Regions from separate parts of the Macaca mulatta genome. Here region 1 is linked to region 2. Evidence: chromatin contacts called from public Hi-C data. All regions are on one chromosome and are shown on one strand. Each heading gives the region's core, a stretch centred on a gene start, on an enhancer-like site or on the middle of the called end of the contact. The rest is flanking DNA. Distances are from core to core; before and after follow the strand shown. Region 1 holds the start of VCAN (versican). Region 2 holds the start of TMEM167A (transmembrane protein 167A).

The links. Hi-C and Micro-C count contacts between places; a contact is called where the count stands out from the background.
Region 1: a contact with region 2 is called in a Hi-C map of fetal cortical plate, with 2.6 times the contacts expected there. The contact joins the promoter of VCAN here to the promoter of TMEM167A in region 2. A contact is called at or near these places in 2 of 14 Hi-C or Micro-C datasets (blood and fetal cortical plate).

What each region holds. Positions count from the first base shown.
Region 1 is chr6:89,782,767-89,788,292 of T2T-MMU8v2.0, forward strand. VCAN (versican) reads left to right here and starts at 3,776. Exons shown (of 14, transcript XM_015140359.3): 1 at 3,776-4,055.
Region 2 is chr6:89,373,908-89,380,164 of T2T-MMU8v2.0, forward strand. It overlaps TMEM167A (transmembrane protein 167A), which reads right to left and starts at 2,709. Exons shown (of 4, transcript XM_001111642.5): 1 at 2,645-2,709. The coding sequence starts at 2,647. XRCC4 (X-ray repair cross complementing 4) reads left to right here and starts at 2,865. Exons shown (of 9, transcript XR_013418175.1): 1 at 2,865-2,939.

The DNA.
Region 1 (5,526 bases), core at 2,526-5,025, 410 kb after region 2:
TATTTTATTTTATTTTTTTAAAATTATAACACAATCTTAGAGGATGAGCTTCCTTTTTCTAGGGTCTTTGAAAGTTAATAAAAGTACATTTTTTAATCTGTAGCATTATTGCATCATCCAGAGAGGATAATTTGCTTCATCGTGCCCAGGACCAGTCAGATCAAGGAGTTGAAACTAAGCTCTTTGTTTTCTGAATTTGAATGGTACTGGAATCTTGTCATCCCTAGAGCAGCAATAGATGATGCCATGTCTAAGAGCAGTTCACCTGATCAATAAAAAAGGAGAAGTCTGAAATGTGATCCTAAAGAACCTCGGAAGGAGGTTTAGATGAAGATAATAAAATTCCCTGGAGACACATCTGCCATCTACACCTTTCCTCTCCAAGTCATTGGCTTGCTGCCCCTGAGCTCAGCCAAGATCCCAAAGACAAGATCAAAGCGAGGAAGCAAGGCACATAGCTTCTGGCTTATGGTTTCTTTCAGACACAAGCATTGTGAATGAAGATCTTGCTTTATTTATACCTGGGATCTTGGAGTTTTCATAAAGAATATCCCCAGTACAAGGACATGATTTAAAGGGGGACTCACAGAATAAGATTTTAATTACTGTTTGATTCATACTTGAGTGTAATGGACAAATAAATACAATTTTAGTTATAAAACCTGAAAAAAATATATTTTCCCATTCAAAAACTTCTGATAGTTTTGTCAGGCATTGGAGAATCAGAAATAAATGCTCTCTCATTTTCTTTCTCTTGATGAAAGAAAGTCATTAAAAACAGTTACATAGAAATAATAATACAACTGTAGACTCTATTCTTTTTTTTTTTTTTTTTTTTTTTTTTTTTTTTGAGACTGAGTCTGGCTCTGTCGCCCAAGCTGGAGTGCAGTGGCCGGATCTCAGCTCACTGCAAGCTCCGCCTCCCGGGTTCACACCATTCTCCTGCCTCAGCCTCCCGAGTAGCTGGGACTACAGGCGCCGCCACCTCGCCCGGCTAGTTTTTTGTATTTTTTAGTAGAGACGGGGTTTCACCATGTTCACCAGGATGGTCTCGATCTCCTGACCTCGTGATCCACCCGTCTCGGCCTCCCAAAGTGCTGGGATTACAGGCTTGAGCCACCGCGCCCGGCCCGACTCTATTCTTAATATACCCAGTATGTTTTCCTTTTTCTTTTTTATCCATTCTCTATTTTAGATAGCTAGAGGGGAAGGTCTGCCCTAGAGACAGAAAGAAGATCTCCATGGGATATAATTTCATTTTAGTTATCTGATAACCTGAAGAAGTATTTAATTTTCTGAATAATAATGTTACAAGTCAAAGAAGAGAGAAGACAGGCAGTATAAAGCTTTTCAACATTGTGCATATTCTAATTCCTTAAGTCAGCTCTGAGAAAGTGCCTTTGTCCTGTAGAACTATTCGGTCAAGGGTTGTGATATCTCTTGGCATTAAAAGAAACTGTAAATTTTGGAGGACTAGAGAATCAAATTTGGCAACATAAATGAAAACATACCAGAATGTAAAAAGTATCTAACCCATCACTTTCAACCATGTTCCATTATGTACAGATGGCATTATTTATAGAGAATTTTAACTATTAACATTTCCCTAAAAATGGGCATTAATCTGCTATTACTTGCTTGTTTCTGCTCTAGTTCTCCTTTGTTGAAAGGTTTTACTTAACTGTATCATAAAGGGACAAAAGGATAATAGATAATAAACTTTTCAGACTGGCAGATCTGTCACTCACAAAAACGCCTTGGGCAGGTTACTTGAACTCTTTGAAGCTCAACTAGATTTACTCAAATTTAAGAAAGAGAATAAAAATCCGTATCTTGGAGTGTTTCACAGAAAGGTCTACCTTAATGTCTGGAGTATTTATTTCCATGAAGATTCATTTTATTTTATTTCTCCCCCTTCCTGAATCAAGCAATCTTGAATCTAAAGTTGCTATGAGAAGCACTGAAAAGACGACTGGACTATTAATGGTGTGACCTTGGGACAGTCACTTTCTGCACCTTAGTTTGCTTACATGTTATACATGAAGGTTGAAGTCTGATTCTGCTCTGTGACTATCATTCTAAATATCTGATGAAATCAAATTTCAATGTTTGCAATGGTAGTACAATAAATTTACTAAAAATAAATAATTCACTGCAAAAACAAATCGATTTCCAAATGATGTAACTGATAGTTATGTTACTCACGGCAGTGAGCTGATAAATAACAAAAGAAATGAAAGATGCACATTGTGAGACCTGAAATCATCCTGACAAGTCTTCTACCTGTTTATCACTTAAAATCAATGACCACGCTGAATGCCTACAAATTACAAAATATAAAAGAAATCTTATAAATGTGCATGCATAAGAGTCTAGGTTACTAAGAGTTTTAAAGTGTAAGTTTAAACCAAACTAATCAAAGGAGTTGAGAGGAAAAATTGGCTTTCATCTTTAATCACTACTGTTCTGAGGTCCCATGTTTAATATAATTTTCTAAGTAGAGGCTTCAGAGAGAAGAGTTGTGAGGATACTTTCTTATTTGTGTAGAAGGAAAAGTTTGCCACCCATTCTAGTATCCCTAGTGTTATACTGATGTGCACCTTGGATTTATTTTGTTCCTATTGTATAAACTCATACTTGACTTCAAAGAAAAGGAAAATCTAAAGTCCCTCTTTTCTAAGGGGACAGAAATCCTTTGTGTCAACTGTTTGACCCTTTGCTCTATAAGGTCCTATTGGAAATCTTTTGTAGCACAATGCACGGGACTCTTCCATGTGTTGATGCCGTTTACACAGTGGAATGGGCCTCACTGAAGAAAAAAATCGCATAAACGCATGAAAGATTATGGTCTTATTTCCTGACAGCATGAAAGGTGATTGATACTTCCAAGAAGTCCCTGTTACTCAGGAAAATTATCAAATATTGTACTCAGAGATACTTGGAAAGACTGAATGAAAGGAAGAACGAAGAAAGCAGAATCTAGACTTATGTGGGGAGAGATTTGTGGCGGAGGAAAAGTATTCTCTTTGAATTCGACAAGGGATTTGCCTGGGGGAATTTCCTGTCCAGCCCTTTATTACCAGGGTCTTTTGACGCCGGGCTCCCCATTGGGCAGTTCCCTGGGAGTGCAGTGGGGAATTCTTACACTTTCCCTCTAGGTCTCCGAAGGATCTCGTTTTCTTAGTGTCTCTTTCAGGTTGGCAGGAGCCTTGAGCCTGACACTTCCCTTTGATGGGACAGGCAAGCTCTGTGGGCGCGTAAACACGCTGTAACCAAGTTCTTTGCTGATTTTACAGTTTTGTATGCTCCCGAGAAGAAGTGATCGTACTCAATTGTCTATTGCTGGCCTGCCCCCTAAGAGCCTGGGGGCTCCTTTCCCCTAACCCAGAACTAGCTGCACGGGGGGCGGGGAAGTGGGGGTGGGGAAGGAGTGGGAGGGCAATGGTTTCCGCGAGCAGAGCGATGTTACTGAGTGAGTGCCTGAATGGGGAGTGCTGCTGTCCCCAAGCCGATTGGTACTTCTTGTCAGGAAGAAACGCCAAGAGGTGGGAGTGCCTGGGGAGGGAGGCAGGCGGTCCCTACCGCAGGCGCGGGGAGCTGCCTTTCCGCCCCTCCGCCTGCTTTCCAAGCCTGGGCTCTTAGGAGTGGCTGAAGCTGTGGAGCGCTTTTGGAGCCTGTGAATGAACCCTCCTCCTCTCCCTCCTCCTTCTTCTCTCTGAGTCTCCTCCTCGGCTCTGACGGTACAGTGATATAATGATGATGGGTGTCACAACCCGCATTTGAACTTGCAGGCGAGCTGCCCCGAGCCTTTCTGGGGAAGAACTCCAGGCGTGCGGACGCAACAACCGAGAACATTAGGTGTTGTGGACAGGAGCTGGGACCAAGATCTTCGGCCAGCCCCGCATCCTCCCGCATCTTCCAGCACCGTCCCGCACCCTCCGCACCCTTCCCTGGGCCACCACGCTTCCTATGTGACCCGCCTGGGCAACGCCGAACCCAGTCGCGCAGCGCTGCAGTGAATTTTCCCCCCAAACTGCAATAAGCCGCCTTCGAAGGTAATCATGTTTCTTTTGTTCCCCCCTTAAAAAACAAAACCAAAAAAACTTATAGAAAATACCCCGCGATCTTAGAAAAAAGAAGTACATTGCAATTGGTAGAAGGCTTTAATTAAGGCAAGGAGCTGTAAGGCGAAGTTAAGAAAATGTAGGCACTTAAAAAATGCAGGTAACTTTCAAAAGGGCTTTTGGGGAGAGGGATACAGAGGGACCTTGGTGTTGAAAAAGATTCAGACAAAAGAAACGCAGGGTGGAGTGGGGGTAAAATGACTAACGGAATTGGGGGAAGGGAGGGAATAAATTGTAGAGAAATCATAGAAAAGTGGTGGGTTCTTGAGCTGGAGAGAAGAGAGGGACCTTTGGCACTTTGATTTTTTTTTTGTTCTTAACACGCTCGAGGCAAAAGTTTGAATGGGGACTACCAAGACTTGCCACAGACAAGTCCCCGAAGCCGCCTTGGTGCAGGCCACCTGGTTTCCCAGCCCCTGGTGTGTGGTCAGTGCCTGGTGTTCCTGGAAAGCCACTCCCGGGCAGCTCCTGACAGTGCGACCCGGCGCCCAAGCAGCCTGGGACCTGCGCGGACCTGACCCCTTCAGACCGCAGGCAGTCTGGGAGGAGGTCTGGCCGGGGGAGGTGCAGGATCCCCGCCGTGTCTCTTTGACGACTTGGGGACTGTCACGGTTCTCTCCCGGCGCCCCTGGGTTCTTTTGTCCTGCGCGCGGTGCGAAGGGGCCAGCAGGCAAGGAGCAGAGGATGGGGGGTGGGGTTGTTGGAGCTCCGCGGAGGTCTGGGAGGCCCCTGGGCGGGAAAAGCCTGTTCTGAACCGGCAGGGATGTGCAGTAATTTTTCTCACCCTGAAGAGCGAAATGGGGTCTGTCGCTCCCATCTCAACAAGCAAACCGGCACCCAGAGCGCACTGCAGACAAAGGTGGCGCGGGGACCCGCATCAGGGGCCTCTGGGTCCAGTGCTCTCGCCCAGACTACAGGAGTCCTCCGTTTCCTTACATATCCCCCACCCCCTCCTAGTTCTCCGCTCTAGTTGAGCAACTTTACTGGCAGGTCTAGCGGCAGCGGCGCGCGCGTGTGCCGGGAGCCCCGGGGGACGTCCTTGGCTGGAGCGCCCCACTGTCCTGCAGAGGCGTGGGCGTTGTAGGGCGACATCCCTGGTGCATGCGGACCGAGGGCATCCGGGTTGTCCTGGCTCGTGGTCTGTGTCACTGGGCGTGGAGCGGTCTGGGTGTTAGGCAACGGAGAGCGGGGTACAAAAATAGTGTCATAGCCTAAACTATTTGCTCTCCAATCCAACTGCGTCTCGGCAAGTCCTGCATGTCCCTGGAAGATGCTGCGGGAAGGGGGAGAAATCTACACGGTGCCTGGAGAGTTGTCCTGCTGTGCGCACACCCGCGGCAGAGTCTCTCTCGGTCGCGTTTCTCATCTTTGTGTCTCCCTCTGTCTCCATCTTCTCTGCCTC
Region 2 (6,257 bases), core at 1,459-3,958:
TGGAATTCACTTAATCATCTCCCCCCACTGGACTGTGAAATCCCTGAAGACACCGAGCATGTCTGTATCCCCAGACTTTTTTTTTTTGAGATGGAGTTTCGCTCTTGTTGCCCAGGCTGGAGTGCAATGGCGCAATCTCGACTCACCACAACCTCCGCCTTCTGGGTTCAAGCGATTCTCCTGCCTCAGCCTCCCAAGTAGCTGGGATTACAGGCATGCGCCACCACGCCTGGCTAATTTTTTATTTTCAGTAGAGATGGGGTTTCTCCACATTGGTCGGGCTGGTCTCCAACTCCCGACCTCAGGTGATCCACTCACCTCGGTCTCCCAAAGTGCTGGGATTACAGGTCCAGACTCTTAATGGCGTACTAACTCTAGCTGGCACTATGACTGTAGAGATTAAAATACCTAGTCTTTAAGAATTCTGCCTACAGAGGGAGAAATGTAGGCAACACCTTATTGCTGTTTTCTGTGAAAAGGGTTATGCTAGAGGGATACTGGAAGTATACATGAATATCCCTATAGATACCTAAAGAGAGTAGAAGAAAATAGAAAGGGTTAAGGGAGGCTTTTTGGAAAGAGATGAGACATGAGAGGAATGTTGAAGGATGTTAGGCATTGGGGGAAACAAGGCATTCTGAAATTTTTTAGAAGTATTAATTCACAAGTGCTACAATTACTGTTCATCCTGACAGATGTAAATTACTGCTGATAAACATTTTGTCCTTGAAATGCTTTTTAAAAAGATTCTTGGCCGTAGCGGTGGCTCATGCCTGTAATCCGATGGCATATTTCTGGTCACAAAAGCATCACCAAACTTCCATATAAATATCAACACCTGGGAGGCTGAGGCGGGCGGATCACGAGGTCAAGAGATCGAGACCATCTTGGTCAACATGGTGAAACCTCGTCTCTACTAAAAATACAAAAATTAGCCGGGCGTGGTTGTGCGCGCCTGTAGTCCCAGCTACTCAGGAGGCTGAGGCAGGAGAATCGCTTGAACCCCGGAGGCAGAGGTTGCAGTGAGCCGAAATTACGCCACTGCACACTCCAGCCTGGGCGACAGAGCAAGACTCCATCTCAAAAAAAAAAAAAAAAAAAAGATTCATTAAAATACAGTAATTCAGGTTTATTACGTCATTAGCATTGGGTTACCTCACAAATAAACTAAGTTTAGGTGCAAACTCAAAGATACTGAGACACTAATCCATTTCTCAAACCGCTAAGTTAGCCTCCTTGAAACCTCACTTCGTAGCTCTGCCAACAATGTACTTTTGACATCTCACAGCAATAAAAAACCACCTGCCAGTTGTTTCTGTTTTCCACCTATGTCTGATTTATATATTTATATTAATAAGGAACAAATTACTAAGACTTATTTCATCCTCAGTTATGTTGTGTTTCTATCGATAACAACATGAAGATTTCGGGCATCTGGACATTAAAATAAGTTTGAGTCCTGGCTTTACAATCTACTAGGTGTGATCCAAGGCAAGTCAATCTCCTCATGTTTCACTTCTTTCATTTGTAAACATCTACTTAGAAGTTGTGGTGAACTTGATATTTCCATGCTTATAAACTGATTTTTTGAAAAGAGCCTGGTACATAGGACTTGATAATGAATGAAAGTATATGCTACTTTTGGAAAAACAAGCATGACAAGATAGTTTATATACCGATGATCTTCAGCACAGTATATGCATCTTGTTTTTAGCTAGTCTGATAGTGAGATAATAAAAAGAGTTATCTTTGACTTGCACTACGAGTAAAATAATTCAACTTCAGTTTTTAGAAAGATGTAAAAGAATTAAGAGTGACAGTCTTGCTAGTCTCAACTGCCATCTTCCCATCAGGTGGTAAATTCGTCCAGAGAAGAAACTGAATTATTGCTATATGGGATTCTGTAGCAACTTCCGTGAACGTGGGCTCATAATTTTTCACCATGAGACTCAAGCTTTTTGGAGTCATAGTTGTTTTTGGGTCTATTCGCAGGCATGCATCCTTTGCCCAGAAATATACACATTTGGCAAATGGACTTGGAGGTGAAAGAGGAGGAAGGCCTGAGGCTAGACACCACTCCAATAAGTATATTAAGCCCCTAGAAAAGCAATCCGCCTTTGCAGAGAACTCTTAACTATTAAAACCTATAGCTTGTAAAGTAGCATTTTCAAAGTTGAGAGAATAATGTAGAAGGGTCCTGAGAGGCTATTGACTAAACAGCTGAAAACGAAGGTATGGAGTTTGGTGCCAAAGGAACCTCCCCACAAAATCAAACAATAACACCAGAGTAAAGCCCCTAGGGTGAGATAAGGAGATGCAAGAAAACAAGCGGAAACTCGAGAAGCTCTAACGCTTCAAAGCTTCAATGACCCCAGATAATCTACGTAGCCAACGTGTTAAAACACACCAACGCATTTTTTTTTTTCCTAAACAAAGTAGGAAAGCGGACTTTGCATGAGGGGCGGGCTCCGCGACCCAGGAGTCTTTCTTGGACAGTCCGTCCTGATTCTCTCTCGTTGACCGTGGAGGGACCACATGGCTCCAAGGCCCACACACCCCGGGCTGCCGCACAACCTCCAGCCCTAGTCTAGACCCACAATCCCTTCTCGAAGATTAACCTCGACCCGGCAGCCCCAATTCTTACCATAGCGAGGCCGGCGATACCGCAGCCACATCACCCTTCCGGGCCCCAGGCGGAAGAGGCTGCACGCCCCGTCTGCCCTTTTCGCCCTCTCCAGCCGTCCGGTTGGGCTTGTCACGGCACCGCCTACTGAGTCGGGCGATTAAGACGCTAGGATAGGCTCCTCTCCACCGGAAAAGGCGGGATTTAGACCACGCCCCGCAGACCGGCGGAAGTAGCTGATGCTCTCATTGGTTGCAAGAACTTGATCTGTGAAAGCGGGCGTTTCGGAGGAGACCGGAAGTACAGTCACGGAGAGGTAGGGTCCGGAAGTGGGCTGCCTCTTTAAATAACAAAAATATGATTTTCTCTTTTTATCTTTTGCTTTCTTTTTAAAAAAGTTCCCTGCTATTTACCCCTAGAACTCCACAGTGTGAGAATCCCCCTCAATTTGTGAGCTCCCGCGCCTTCCTCTTGTGGGCTTTTGGGGATGCTAGGGTTCCCGGCATCATCCTCAGGGTGCGAACCTACCTGTTCACCTTCTTTTCAGTTTCTCTATTTGCATCTGGGGGATTCTTGGGAATGCGAAGCACTTTTGAAATGCTCTGTGTTGGTTGTGGGATTGGGAGGACAGTTGAATCCAGAGGGTAGTGAGCATTTCCCCAACACCGGCCTGTCCTTTCAATCCCCAGATATTGGTCAACTGTGGGTTCCATCCAGGCATCGTGACTGAAACGTACTAGGCAATTTGGGGTCAGGAAAGAACTTTCTGTGGTAACCAATGGGAAGGAACTGCCCTTTACGGACTGCAGCAATTGATAGGTACTTTAGAGAGATCAACTGGCAAGACAAATGACAAGCCAACTTTTAATCAGTAGTAGAATTTAGCTTTTTCTGATGTTAATTATCCCAATAGGTGAGGTTCTGTTACACACACACACACACACACACGCACGCACGTTTTTCTTTCTGCATTTTATCGATGGAGAAACAGGAGCTTTGACGTGTTTGAATTTGCGTAGTTCTTGGAATTCTGATAAAGTATTAGAAAGAAGAATTTTTCACTCTTTGCCCCCTTAAGGCAACCTTTTGGCTCTAAATGTGTGGTGTATTTTTTCTCAGGCAGCAGAGGGTTCTTTTCAGAATGTTTTCAATTTTTTATTTATTGACTTAGAAGGTGGATAGAGAGAAGGTAACTCAGGTGAGATGTTGGTTTACGACCTGTATTCGGCCTATGAGACCGTTTTGTATTTAGGGCAACACAAATGATTAGAAGATTTGGGATTCTGCTGTTTGTGTTTACATCGTTCACTAGGGCACACAACGGTTTTGTTTTAAACTCTAACTAACTTGATAGTTGAGTCTGTTATATTGAATTGTCAAGAGTTGGTCAATTACACAAATTAGCAAGTATTTACTGGGTGCCTGCTTTATTCATAGATCTTGAGATTGCAGCATAGGAACAAAGATGGTCTGTTCTTTTAAGGAATTTAATAACGTTGTGGGAGAGGGGAAAAAGAAAGGTATAAAAAAAATACAGTACTCTCCACCTGAGGAAGAAAAAAGTCTTTTAATGTTCTGTCTTGTAATTCCTTTATATTATACCTTTTAGGTCTTGCCATTCAAATTAAACAAACTTGGTTTACCTATGGAAATTATGTTGTGCAACTTATCGAGCTTGGCTTTTAGGGTAGTAAATGTGTCTGTAGACATAACTGCCCTTGCTTTCATGTGAAGATTGTCTTGATCTTTGTTACACTTAAGAGTAATACTTCTGTATGAAGCTCTGCTTCAGGCTACCTGTGAAGAGCATCAGAAAGCTTAACTTGTAGAGATCACAATTGATTTGCTATGTCTATATATTTTAATTAACTTTAGGCCATGGCTTCTTATGTACCTGAGCTTCAAAATAGTAAAGAACGACATTGCCAGTTTTTAAGTTATCCATGGAGAGAAACACATGTGCCAATAAATGAGGCTGAACAAATATGTATAATGTTTATTGCATTTATGTAAAACATCAAAGTTAATCTGACGTGAGTTTTTTTGGGAGGTGGTAGTTTAGCTGCATCGTCTTACATAAACCTGCTACTTTTTGGTTTTCAGATTATATCACAATTTCAAAAGTCTTTCTGGCAGCTTTGCAATGAATCCTCATTTAAAACCATCTTGGATCCTTTCCTTACTAGAAATAAAATCTGACTGTGTTATTCCTTTGTTCAAAAATTATTATTTATTTTATTTTTGAGACAGGATCTTGCTCTGTTGCCCAGGGTGGAGTGCAGTGGCACAATCATGGCTCACCGCAGCCTCAACCTCCTGGGCAGAAGTGATCTATCCTCCTCCCTCAGTATCCTCAGTAGCCGGGACCATGGTTGTATGCCACCATACTTGGCTTAATTTATTTCATTTTTTGTAGAGATGGGGCTCACTATGTTACCTAGGCTGGTCTCTAACTCCTGGGCTCAAGTGATCCTCCCGTCTTGGCCTCCCAAAGTGCTGGGATTACAGGTGTAAGCCACCGTACCACGTCTGACCTGTTTAAAAATTTTTATCTCACCTGCATCTGGAAGAATATTTCCAACTTTGTTTTCTTGGGTATATTCAAATCATATGTAAAAATAGTGATATTTATATTTTTCTGTGGAGCCAGTGCAAAAGTGTCCTCAGTGTTATGAGGATTAAACGAGTTATTACAAGTAAATCATCTAGGCAAGTGTTTGGCATACAGTAAGCACTCAGAAAGTGTTGTCTATTGTTGTGCATGGCTTTGGTAAATTAAAAGTCTCTGGAGAGGAGGAATTATAATGGAGGAACTGTTGAATTGCATATATTAGGCACTAAATACAGTAGTCTCTCCTTATCTGAGGTTTTGATTTTGACAGTTTCAGTTACCTATGATCAACCACAGCCTGAAAATATTAAGTAGAAAATTCCAGCCGGGTGTGGTGGCTCATGCTTGTAATTCCAGCACTTTGGGAGGCCAAGGTGGGCGGATCACTTGAGGTCAGGAGTTCGAGACCAGCCTGGCCAACATGGTGAAACCCAATCTCTACTAAAATACAAAACTTAGCCAGGTGTGGTGGCATACACCTGTAGTCCCAGCTACTCAGGAGACTGAGGCAGGATAATCAATTGAACCCAGGAGGTGGAGGCCGCAGTGAGCCGAGATTGTGCCACTGCAGTCCTGCGTGGGCAATAGAGCGAGTCTCCATCTCAATTAAAAAAAAAAAAAATTCCAGAAATATTTCATACATTTTAAATGGCATGCCTTTCTGAGTTGTGATGAAATCTTATTCCATCCCATTCCATTCAGCCTGAGGCCATGAATCATCTCTTTGTTCAGCATATCCCTGCTGTATAAGCTTCTTGCCTTTTAGTTGCTTGGTTATCAGATTGATGGAGGTGGTATCACAGTGCGTGTGTTCTAGGAATACTCATTTTACTTAATTATTGCTTCAAAGCACAAGGGTAACGATGCTGGCAACTTGGTTATGCCGAAGAGTAGCTGTAAAGTGCCTCTTTTAAGCAAAAAAGTGAAAGTTCTCCACTTAATAAGGAAGAAAAAAAAATGTCATATATTGATGTTGCTAAGGTCTATGGTAAGAACAAATCTATCTGTAAAATTGTGAATAAG